3 separate regions of the Mus musculus genome follow, and regions 1 and 2 are each linked to region 3. A link is a contact called in public Hi-C data. All regions are on one chromosome and are shown on one strand. The core of a region is the stretch at or near the end of the contact, and the rest is flanking DNA. Distances in the headings are between cores, read along the strand shown.

What was found. Hi-C and Micro-C count contacts between places; a contact is called where the count stands out from the background.
Region 1: a contact with region 3 is called in a Hi-C map of cerebellum, with 1.8 times the contacts expected there. The contact joins two enhancer-like sites. A contact is called at or near these places in 6 of 484 Hi-C or Micro-C datasets (cerebellar granule neurons, cerebellum, embryonic fibroblasts and 1 more).
Region 2: a contact with region 3 is called in a Hi-C map of the N1E-115 cell line, with 3 times the contacts expected there. The contact joins two enhancer-like sites. A contact is called at or near these places in 10 of 484 Hi-C or Micro-C datasets (the CH12 cell line, the N1E-115 cell line, adipose-derived mesenchymal stem cells and 5 more).

The regions. Positions count from the first base shown.
Region 1 is chr11:18,436,529-18,440,724 of GRCm38.p6, forward strand. No RefSeq gene overlaps it. Among named protein-coding and RNA genes, the nearest start is that of Gm12022, 55 kb to the right of the region's middle. Within about 2 kb of position 1,948, at least 13 of the 459 cell types and tissues checked have an H3K27ac peak or open chromatin away from gene starts, as enhancers often do. A contact at or near this core is called in cerebellum, where this site is marked.
Region 2 is chr11:17,684,045-17,687,931 of GRCm38.p6, forward strand. No RefSeq gene overlaps it. Among named protein-coding and RNA genes, the nearest start is that of Etaa1, 270 kb to the right of the region's middle. Within about 2 kb of position 1,892, at least 55 of the 459 cell types and tissues checked have an H3K27ac peak or open chromatin away from gene starts, as enhancers often do. A contact at or near this core is called in the CH12 cell line, the N1E-115 cell line and uterus, where this site is marked.
Region 3 is chr11:18,009,583-18,013,724 of GRCm38.p6, forward strand. No RefSeq gene overlaps it. Among named protein-coding and RNA genes, the nearest start is that of Gm31505, 12 kb to the left of the region's middle. Within about 2 kb of position 1,704, at least 35 of the 459 cell types and tissues checked have an H3K27ac peak or open chromatin away from gene starts, as enhancers often do. A contact at or near this core is called in the CH12 cell line, the N1E-115 cell line, cerebellum and 1 more, where this site is marked.

The DNA.
Region 1 (4,196 bases), core at 698-3,197, 430 kb after region 3:
GTCAATTCAAATAAAGAAACAAAGCTCCAGATAGTTTGTGACATGAGGCAAAAGTGGAAAGTACATCATTTGGTGACCTAAGTGTTAAGGACCTAGTTGCCTTTTGTTTCCTGGTTGTTTATGAAAGTCTACATTTATTTTCAAGTATATAAAGTGAAGTTGACATCACTCACAGGAGAATAGATAAAAAAATCTGTCATGAAGACTGTAGAGATGAATAACATAAGCCAGCCATTTCCTCAAGAGTCAGGAAGTATCTAGTTTATACCATGAAATGATGTGCCAATAAAACATAATTGGTATTGAAATATATGACTAAGGACAATCCTCAGGTTTCAGGCCTCCACATTTTGCACAGTAGTCCTTATTCTACAGTCAAAATGTTGAGGGGACACAGGACAAGCCTATTTGCACCAAACAAAGAAACATGAACTCAAAGGCAGTTTATACAAGAAATATAGGTTTTACATGTATGTAAGCATATATGTGTATAGATATTTCTTACATGTATTTTCATATGTTTATTAAATTTATATAGTAATGTTAAATTAAACAACATACATTAGAATACAAAGTAATTTAGTAAATAAAATATAGAGCATAAATTAATATGATAATGAATATATATTTTATTCTACAACTAAGAAATAACAATTAGGAACATGTCATTCTGGGAAAATTGGGAAGAGATCATGCTATTATCCCAGGCTTTCCCAATGAGAAATTATAGCTATTAGCCCAGGCTGAGAAGAGATTGTGGTTACTAGCCCAGGTCTTAAAGTGCTCATGAATTAGTATAATTTCAAACAAAAGCCTGTTAGAACATGTCTTAGAAAATTGTATGAAAATTAGTAAATATAGATGTATTAAATTCTTATTTTCATGGCATAGCTGTAGGTCAGTTATAATTGCCTTCATTTCTCCAAAGTCAAGGAATTAGGTTACTATCTCATATCAGTGTAATGCTTATTTCCCATGTAGCATTTATTATCTTGTTGAATTTCAATATAAATCTGTAAAGACTTCAAATAAAACTATTTTATCAGAGTGGAAACAGAGACTTAAAACAAATACTCAGAGCTTTTACCAGCTGCAAACAGTTAACCTAGAGGAGAAGCCTGGTGCTCTACTCTAGAGCCAAACCCTTTAAGATGCTAGGCTTAAAGGACCTCTTGCTCCCTTTTTGGATTTGATTTTTTACTTCATATAAAAACATGAAGCAAGATGAACCAAGAAACAGATATGGTAAATTACTGAAAAAAAATTTTCATTCTCATTTTCTCCATCAGTTGAAATCATAACACAACATACAAGAATTGTTTAATTGCAACAACTTGTAGACTTTGTAGTCAATTTTTTTTACCCTCACCCTGAATGTATATACAATGACAGGCTATAAGAAAGAAAATAGGCTTTCTTCAAGCAGCTGAGAAGATACTGTATGTGACTCTCTAGAGGTCAACACAGAGCCTCTGAGAGGGATCAGACTGATAGCTCCAGTGGCCAAGGGGCTTCGACAAGCTCTTTTATCTTAAGTGTCAGTGTTTCCTCAGCCCCTAGCCTTCCATTCCTCCCATACCTTGTTTTCCATCCTTCATGGCTACAGATTTACTCTTCTTCCTGGCTTTGATTAGCCTGCCCCCCAACCAACCTCTACCCTGCTTTCCTGTCCTCCCTTGGCCAAGAGTGCTACGGCATGAGAAAAGCACTCGATCATCATGATGGGAAGTGTCAGGTGCACAAGATAAATGCAAATTTCATGGCCTTACTGTCTCATTCTGCCAAATTTTATGAGACTGAGAAAACTTGGAAGCTTATGCTATGGGGCCATTTGGTTGGCAGGAAAGAGAGCAGACTTTTTCCAACACCGTCTGTTGGCAGCTCCAGTACTAGATTTACAGCAAGGGCTGGAGATTGCCTTGGCTATTGAGGCTGCAACTCAGCCAGCTGGGGGCCTCTCAAGTGAGGGAAGAGTGATGGCGTAGATTCTGGGAGAGAGTGTTCCACTTAAGCACTCCCAATGACAGCTTTTTGGTCATACCTTGAGCTTCAGAACTTGGCCCCAGTGAGACTGGCCTCGTTCACAGATAGCTTCACCCAAATTCCCAGTGCCACTAAAGACTGGCATTCACCAACGTGCTGAAATGGGAAGACAGTTTCTGGGATGGAATCTGGGTATTTTGTGGTCTGTTTCTGTGTTAGTTTATAGTTTTCTATTATAGACTATTGCTTCATATACTCCTAAAGCTGTTATCACTCAGGAGATAATAAGTTTAATACATACTATGGCACAGTGATTGAAAGTCTCAATTTTTGAGCCACAGTGCCAGAGTTCAAATCCAGTTCTGTTCTAGCACAGTGTACCTGTGGAAAATTCTGATCTCCTTTGCATCTCAGCTCCTTGGATTGAAGTGCCTATAATAGCAGTACTTATAATAGAGTTGATTGAAATAATCAAAAACAAGAAGCAAATTTAACCAATTAGAACACAAACAATGAGACCACTTGAAGAGGAGGAAGATAGTTATTATTGCTTGAGCAAATGCACTTTGCTCTCTTGAATGGGGGTTTTAGATTCTGCGGAACTCAATCTGAAGAACTCTGACCACGATGAGAAATTTAAAAAGGAATCCTCAACCCTGTGTAGAGAAGGGTATTTATTTCTGGGACCACACTGTGCAACCCAGCTCCCAATCCCAGTGTTACAGATGCAGATTTTGAAAAAGGGAAACAAATGTTCAAAGGTCTCAAGTCTGTAACTAAGAACTTCACCATCATGCCAAGTCTGCTCACAGGCAGAATAGACTCATGATGAGGTTCAAGGAAACAATGGTCTTTGCCAGCCCTCAGAAACAGTAGAAAGGACAGCAGCAGGGAGCCAGACCAATTGATTGAAAGTAAAGTGACATTGTTTGAGGAGACAGATGCAGACCTTCAGGAGCTTGGAATAAATTGTAAGTGAGAAAAGTAAAAGCTAAAATGAATGTTTTTTATGGCCCCACATCCAGAGGAAGGCTCAGGATTAGAACACAGACTTCCTAATTCCATGCTTTGTACTGTGGTGGCTCTGCAGAAAGTCCTGACAGGAACACAAACCTCTTCATAAGTGGCATTGACTGCCTCAGCCAAAGCTTCTCTTCTAAATGTCCTATCTCCCAATGATGGCCAAATCGATGAGGCACCAGTACATCAGTAGACTCGGAGAAAACACTTCTCAGTGTTTTGGGTTAAAAGTGTCATTAACATTGGGTTCAATTTTGAGGTTGTATTATAATTTATATGGCAGACACTGAGTTAGACCTTTCAGATTTTCCAAATAAATACAAGCTTGATCAGACAGCAAGGAAGTTCACATAAAGCAGTCTGAGGGTGGATAAAAACAAATATTTGAAATCTTAACAGGAGTTAGATCGGAGGACTCAGGGGACCTTGTGAATATGAGTAAAGGACTCTCTTAGGCCTTTTCAGCATTTTTTCATAATATTTGGAATTATTGTTTCTACACCTTCTATGACATTTAAAATGAATCTACAGAAAGGCCCTTGGCACAAAAATCACATTAATTTTATGACTTCAGTAGCAATAGTAATAATTATCATAGCTGTGATCATTAGTTTAATATCTACAAGGCACTCCACTAACTGGGAAGAACTGTGAGTTAGTAAATGATTTGTGTTCCAGAGGTTTAAGGGAGCCTTGACTTTCATGGCTTATAATATTCCATGCATGCAGATCTTCTGTTTAGACTTTCTAAACTTCCCAATGAGGAGGGGGCCCACCTCAGGGGCCCCAAATGAATGATATACAGCTCACTTCATAAGCATGTCCTACAACTTCCTGAGAAAAACACTTTCTAGAACCCACAGACTACCTAAAATAGTTAAGGGGAAAATACAGGAAATGGGGTGTTGTTAAATCAATTATACTTTTAAATTATTCTCCTCATACGATTTATTATAACAAGATGAAAACCCCCTAAAGTTCTGAAGAAATATTAACATAACATGCCTGTAACTCATGCTGTGTTTAATGAGAGGTGCTGTTTTTCCTGCCATGGGGGCCATAGCCCAATGAGTGATGACTCTGAAAAGGGTCACATACATATTCATCAAATTCGACATGCTCATGTAAACTGGTTCTAATAGGCCATGACAGCAAAGTTGTGTCGGGCAAATAGCGGCGTATGTGCCTCTTCC
Region 2 (3,887 bases), core at 642-3,141, 330 kb before region 3:
CATTGTCATCAGCCAACCTCAGTTCAAATGCAGCTTCCTGTGAGGTTTTCCTACTGCCTGAGCTAAAACCTTCCACAACTATCATGATACCTTCTTTCTCTGTGGATTAGTTTTGTTTACTTTTGAACTAAAGTACAAGTGATCACAGCATGCATTTATTTGTGTTAAGAAGAAATGTGACTATTTCATAGTTTGTCTTACTCTTGATAGATTTTGGACTGTGTCCAATAAATCTAGTATGAATAAAGGTATTATAAACATTCCTGTGTATGCCTTTGTTAGACATGAGTACTCAGTTTGAGCTTATAACCAGGAGTTCTTTTGTTAGTATTATTTAACAGATGTCACACAACAATTTTTAAGTGATGATATTGACATATACTCTTCCTAAAAATACAAAAGCGTTATAATTTCTTCCCTTCTTACAAACACTTCACTACAACCATTGTTTTTAACTCCAGCCATTCTGTTAGGTATATATGGGTAGGTATGGTTTTCACTGTAGAGATTTTGTGGGAGTAGAAATGGCTTTTAATATATTTTTAATACATTCCTACATATTTTTATAAAAGATCTATCTATCTATCTATCTATCTATCTATCTATCTATCTATCATCTATCTATCTATCTATCTAGATATCTATTGCTTATGCACGTACACTGTAGCTGTCTTCAGACAAACCAGAATAGGGCATCAGATCCCATTACAGGTGGTTGTGAGCCACCATGTGGTTGCTGAGAATTGAACTCAGAACCTCTGAAAGACCAGTCAATGCTCCTAACCGCTGAGCCATCTCTCCAGCTCATATTTCTACATCTCAGAAACTTGATATATTGTCTTTTCATAGAGTTCACCATTAGGTTATTGATTACATGGTTTGATGTAAAAACTTTAGATTTCAGGCTTCCTGACTTCCATTTCTTAATTCCAACCTCACATTATTTTCCCTCTGTAATATTCTGATAGCAGTTCAAGGACTCCAATATGTTGACATGACATCATAAGTTGATTGTCTTTTAAAAATGCAATATTTCATCATTTATAGGTTGACCCTATTCCAGGACCCAAAGGAAAATGGAAAATAGGACTTAGAACTTGAAAGAGAAAATTTGAGTGAGCCTTCAGTTTAATGCAGTTTCCATTCTTGGAGCCAAAAGGCTCTGTAGGCAATACACAGAAGGAGTTGCAGAGGATGAGGGAGTGGAGACTTTTGGTTTCGTTACATACTCGCTGTACCACTGCATCAGGGTGTCTAGGATTTTTGCCCTCATGATGAAATTATGGGTGTTATCCTTCATTTCCTGTTTTGGAAAATGGTTTGACTTATGAAAAACAGGTTAATTGCATATTGTTTTTGTGAATTAGGTTGCTAATTTTTCACATCATAATTAAGCTAATTAGAATTCTATTATTTTCCAACAGTTTTAATGAGGTCTTCTACTTGGCAAGGAACCTGTGAGACCAAAAACCATTGCCATTTGTTAAAAGATGGAGAAACCCCGATGACAAGCAGAGTTTCAATTGCATTTCAGTTAATACGATTTATTCGTTAAGCTGATTATATTTTGTTGCTTCAAGTCTGACAAACTTCTAAAGTTGTCCACTTTTCTACTATGTCTCTGTTGCTCTATCTCCACTCCCGCCTCCATTCCTCCTTAGAGAATTTGTGGCGTCTGGGTTAAAATAGGTGGAAACAGTCTCTGTTTCCAGCCACCGCTCCCCAGCTTGGTTGGAATGCTCATCTGGTTGTGATAGAGCCTGCGGGTTCGGCCAGCAGTTCTTAAAATAGTTCCTTGGCTTATAAAAAAAATAGTCATTTGGGCAGCTCAGGGTTTGTTCTCTGGCTGCTTCTGGCAACTTGCTTTGGGGGGCACTGTTGCTCCAGTTTGGGAGTTACAGCTGGGCTTTAGTGAGTGATGGCTCTCTCTTGCACAATCTCAGATCTGCACCCCTTGTCAAGTAATCATTACAAATGTTTCACATAGGAGCAAGCTGGCACTAAGCAAAGGTCTGCCTTTTAAAAGAAGCATGGGCCCTAGGGGTGGGGACCACTCTGTCCTGACCATTGTAACATTTTCCCCTTTGACAGTGTAATTAAGTGCTAATTAACTAAATGAGTGTAAATGAGTGAAGGTTGAGATAAATATCTACATCTTCTTAATCTATTTTCCCCTCGAAGATTTGATAAAGGAAATTTGGATTTAATGGAAGATATCTGTCAATTATTTTTTTTAAGGTGGCAAATCTGTTTAGAAGGAACTGAAATACACCAGTTTTAATTTCTACAGGACAAGTTAACAGCATATGAATATAAGAGAGGTGCCATAAAATGGGGATGTGGTGCTGCAATAATTATGGTAAGGAGGCTTGGTGAAACTACCTTTTGCAAACATCTGCTTTCTGCTTTTTTTCATATCCTGCAGATGTTGCTGAACTGATGAAAAATACTGACAGGAGAATACATTAGCCCATGAAGTCATTTCAATGAATAAAGCAAAGACTAGCTTTTAACTTTCTAAAAAATCTACTTAGAAAAGAACTCTGCTTCCAGAATAGGGAGAGATTACACCAATAATTGAGAGGGGCCCAGGGCCTTCTAAAAGCGTCAATAGTGATCTCTTCTTGCCAAAGGGGAGAAGAGATGCTTTGTGGGGGAGCAGCCAGGGTAATAAATGAGAATCTTTGTAATTCAGGCACTTTTCCATTACCTTCCATGGTGAGTGATTAGAAATGAGACTGAGGAGCAGCCATGGAAAGCCCACTTTTGTGCTTGGCAGTAGAGCAAAAAGCTGCTGAGTTTTGCCCCAACTACCCTGCCTATCCTGCTAGGCAGCCCCTGAGGCTGAGACCAGAAACAGATTGACAGCTCTTGGGTTGGAGCAAGAATCTTGGAAAGGAGGTGCTATTTGTGGTTCCGGGCAGTCAATACCCTTCCCAGACAGGAAGTGGTAAGTCAGGCACATGTATGCTAAACTGCCTGGAAAGCAAGGACTGAGCCTGGGAAACGGCATTTAATGGGGTTCAGTTGCATATGAGATTAAAACCCTGAAATAAATGCAAAAGAACTATTTTGGCCTATACCCTATTTGGCAGGAGGATTAAGAGCCTGAAATAGTCCTCTGGCTGCCTGGGAACTCTGAATCACTCCCATTATTGATATAGCCACTTCGAGTCACAGCATCATGTGTTCAGAAGGCCCCAATTAAAATGTACAACAAGTGTTTTTCTGATAACCAACCTGGCAGATAAGAAGGATGTACTTATATAATGTTTTTGTTAAAAGAAAGACAACAAGAAAGAAAGAAAGTAAGAAAGAAAAAGAAAAAAGAAGAGAGAGAGAGAGATTCCAAAACAGAAACTGCACTTTTCTAATTCTTCTCTGAATTGACCTTTAATTGCTTACAGCTAGTAGTATCATCCTTTTTTCTTTTTCTTTTTTCCTTCTGAGGCAAAAGGACAAATCTGCACCATGTCTCGGGAAAGACTTTTTATTGTCTGTTCTATGAGGCCTGGAGGTCCCTGGAGAGGGATTCTTTCCTGACCACACAATCCTTCTGTTTTAGCCACAATGCACGGGTGATACCACCAATTACCTCTCTCCAGCTCTACCATTTACTCTAGTACTGGTGCATGGCATATTTCTTACTGGCATTAAAGGCGTTGCTTCATCTTTCCTCCTACCCAACCCTTCTTTTCTCTGCACCTGGCTAATTTCGGACTGTGATTTATCAGCTGTATTTCTCAATGCAGATTATCAGGTTCAACTCAATATGACCAGTTCTTGCTCCTTTGGGGGAATCTTGGCCCTAATGTAGAGTGGTATTTAAAGGCTATTTAGCCTCATTGGCAATATCATCATAATAACTTGTAACATTTATGCCTCTT
Region 3 (4,142 bases), core at 454-2,953:
ATCGAACCCAGGTCCTCTGCAGGTCAGCAAGTGTTCTTTACCATTAAGCCATCACTTCACCTCTTACCCTGAAAGCACAGAGGTCAGCTTGTTTGCTGATTTGTTCCTAGTTGCAAATGTGACACGAAGAATTCGATGGAGGACTTTTCCCCTCCTTTTCTCGAATTTTCTTCTTCTGTAATTTCAAAAACATGTCAAGTAAATCATTTGTCTAATATCCTAAATTACGGCAAAATGGCTAAAGATAGGAACATTTTGGACTTGTAAAATTTTTACGTTAAAGTGAAGGTATGAAAACCTGTCAAAGTAATTTTGTTCTATCTAGTCAGTAGAAAGTGTTTGGAAACTTGGACTGCATTTTCTTTACCCTCTTCCAGGTTTCTCTGCATAGATTCTTGGTTTTTCATCAAGAGAAGCTTTAGTCATGTTAATTCACCTCTGTACAACCTGTTTTCTGTCTGATTTTTTTTTTTTTAATGCCCCAGTCACTGGCTCCAGAGCAGCAGTAGGCATCGGTCTCTTTGATTCTCTGTGGTATTTTCCCCAGGATTTCTTCCCACATTGCTGTACAGTAAGATTTCTATTTTATTGAAGAATTACCTACTTTTAGCAACAAAGAAATGATTATCATTACTCTGTAAAAGCAGTAGTGCTAAGAATATTTCTAAGCAAAACGCTATAGAAAAAGCAAACAGTATAAAGTAGCTCTTTCTATTCTCTGACAGACCATGAGTTCAAAAAAAAAAATCTTGTTCTTCCCCAAGTTATATTTTAAAGGGGTTAAGCAATCATTCAGATAATCGGACTTCATTGCTTTGAAATTTTATCAAAGTGTCCTCAATCCTTGAGCTGATATCCAGGTCCATTTTGCCAATCGGATAAAGCCTCTTAGATCTTTTTCCTAGAGGCATGAGTGGTTAACTTGATCTTATTGTGCTTCGAAAGAGTCTGTGCTACGCATCATTTTTCATAAGTGCGATTTGTTGTGTTAGGAAAACTCCAGAGAGACTCCTTGTTAGAATGGATTTTGGCTGCCAAGGGCACATTGCTACTAGAACCTCCTTTGTTTTATAGTGAATGAGTTTTAGAAATGTTCTCTGCTTAACCATAAGAGAAACAGAGCAAGGTGAGGGGGAAATTAGCATATGGGGAAATAAAGACTTTATTTCTCAGATTTGGGATGATTTTAAAAGCAGAAGATCAGGGAAGCTAGGCTTGGTGGTGCATACCTTTAATCCTAGCACGCTAAGGTAGAGGCAGAAGCAGGGGGATCTCTGAGAGTTCTCATCTATTTAAGAAATTCCAGGTCAACCAGAGCTAGGAAGTGAAGCCCTGTCTTTAAATAAACAAGGGTGGGCGGGGGGGGGGGAACTGAAAAAAAAAAAGATAAGAGGAAACTATTAACAAAGACCAGCCCTAAGAAAATTCCTTATTTGGAAGCATTGCTTTCATTAAGACTCTTATTCTTCCCCCTCCCCCTTACGTCTCCTTCTCTCCTCCTCCTCCTTACTGCCCCTCCCTCTCGACCCATCCTTAGAAGGTAAAAGGTTTGAAGACAGCTGCCTCCTTTTATTTTACCTTTGTAAAGGCCAGCGATCCCAAGCGCCCACTTGTATCCAGACCAAGACTCACAGCCTTTGCCTGGAAAGAGCACTAGGTGGTGCCCATTTACTTTGCAGTGGAAAGGGGATTCCCCAGGGGAGCAACTCTGGGGAAACTCATCCGGCCCCAGCCTCCTCAGTCAGTGAGAAGTCCTCCTCTAAGAGGTGGTCAGGAGAATGAATGGTGTCCTGTTTTTTTCTCACTTCCTTAAAGCATACCGGACTTGCCCTTTTAGGACACAGCTTTCGTTTAGAGAGAGTGTGTGTTTGCAAATGTGGGGGTGGGAGTAGAGGGGCCTCAAACATCCCCTTTGGAATGAGAAGAGGAATAAAGGCTGCGCCCTCCATCTGTGTGCATAAACAGCACAGCCCGAGTCTCTTGCCAAGACTGCGGTCCTGCCAGATCATCTGGGCATCACGGTGCACATGCTCGCCTTATTTTTCTGCTTTGCCTATAATAAAGCCGTAAAAAATCGAAGAAAGGTGACTCTTAAATTCTACTTTGCATCTTCACAACAATAATTCTTTGTCAAATTAAATCCTGTTAATTTGAAGATTCTGCATCCCAGTGTTAATTTCCACGCCTACTCCTTGATGGGGTGGCTTTCTACTGCTGGGCTTATTCCTTAAAAAATAAAATCTTCTTAGGCTTGCTGAACAGCTTGTTGCTTTGTTTTCAAGGAGAGTAGGTAACTGGCTAAAATGATGTGTTCTCTGTTTTCCTGTTTTCCCCACTCAAGGGGCTGTCAGATCTGTTTTAAAATGTAGAAACACTTGGAAGTTTTCTTTTTTCTTTGTAAAGATCTGTAGCAACTGGCATAATCATGTTAATTGTCACAAAAATGGGAATAAGAGACAATTCATGTAGAAATATATAAAATATTCATCTTTCTGTGACTCTAGTCCCAAAGTTGAGCTGAGTGGAGCTAAGCCCTCCATGTGTTTTTGTTTTGCTTTAAAGAAGGCAAGACAAATGGTTGTCTCAACATCTGACTAGACTCTTCTAGCAAAACCTGGATTCTGTCACGATGAGGGGAGAATAAGACGTAGTTTCAAGAAGTTAAACTAAGGGCAAAGTTTTCTGAAGCCATGAGAACCACTTCTGAGCTCTTGCTGCCGGGTCATATGTCATGGTATGTGGCAGCTGACTGCTCATTAATTCTATTTATATCAGTGTGAGAACCCACCCCACTGAGTACGCATGTGTTAAAATATTCATAAATTATGTTTATTTAGAACAAATATACAATAAATGCCAAAATAAGAGCATTATTTAACCACCAAACTAGCCGACTACTAAATAAGCAAGGCTTTTCACTGCCAATATGGTACAGTGCACTTTGTTAGACTGTCCTATCCAGTATTTCCTTGAGAATGCTCACCTTTTGTTTTCTCAATTCCACAAAGGAAATAGGTTTCACTGAAAGGAATAGAGTTGGGAAACAAAGGATGCTCTGCTACTGAAGAGCAATAATAAATTTGACTAGAGCAAATGAGAAATGCACTTTAGCAATCTAAAATCCAAGAAAGTGTTCACTAATTCATGCACACTTGGACTGAATCGGGCAGTGTTTCCTGAAAACAAATCAAGTTAAGCAGACCAGATGAACTCTTGATAAAGTTGGCTGAAAAAAAAAATAGAAATTTTAATTATATATATTTTTCTCAAAATAAAGAATGGCTAAAAACAAATTTACATCACTGTGAACTGAATTAAAAAATCAGAACCACGACTGCAGCCTGAATTTTCAAAGTTAGTGCTCTGTAGTGAGACACCCCCGAACAATGCTCACTTAAAAGATGCTGTGAGGCTGACATGGTAGAGGTGTTTTTTCTCTCGGCAAGCTTCCTGAGCAGATAGCCAGCACAGTTGAAAAATGTGAATTCCTTGTTCAAATTCCAAAGCTGTGCTAGATAAAAATACATCGTCTAATTTATCCACTTCATCATATTCTACATCAGCACCATGAAATCATCTGGGACTATTAGCTAATAGAAGCACCATTCAGATTTAACTGAAAGCACGGCCCTCTTAATAGGCAAGCTCTGTTTCCACTTATTTGACTATTTGTAATATTCTCTGAAAGTGTTATAAATGTAAACACTCTCATCAAAAGTACCATTTTTCTAGATTGAAATGTCATTGATACCTAAGGCAGAGTGAGACAGTCTGGACTAACTTCATCATCTCTGCATGTTTACCTTGAAGAAAAGCACACTCAGGCACACCAGAGCAAAAATGAAAATTTTTTTAGTGATGACAATAGAAGTGCACATGAATTGGGTACGTGTTCACTTTAATCAACAGCGAGGGTTTCACAGTGTTTTATTTTCCATTTATTTTTGGAACAGAATTATGTTCACTTATTAAAGAAGTGTGCATCTGAGGGAGATCTTTTCTAAGGCAATGATTTAAAACGTGGAACAATGTATGCCTACCAAAATATTGTCTTGATGACATTTGTAACACCAAAACTAGAAGGTTTTTAATCATCCTGTTAATTTTAATTTAATTTTAATTAACAGGAGCATGGTTAGAAA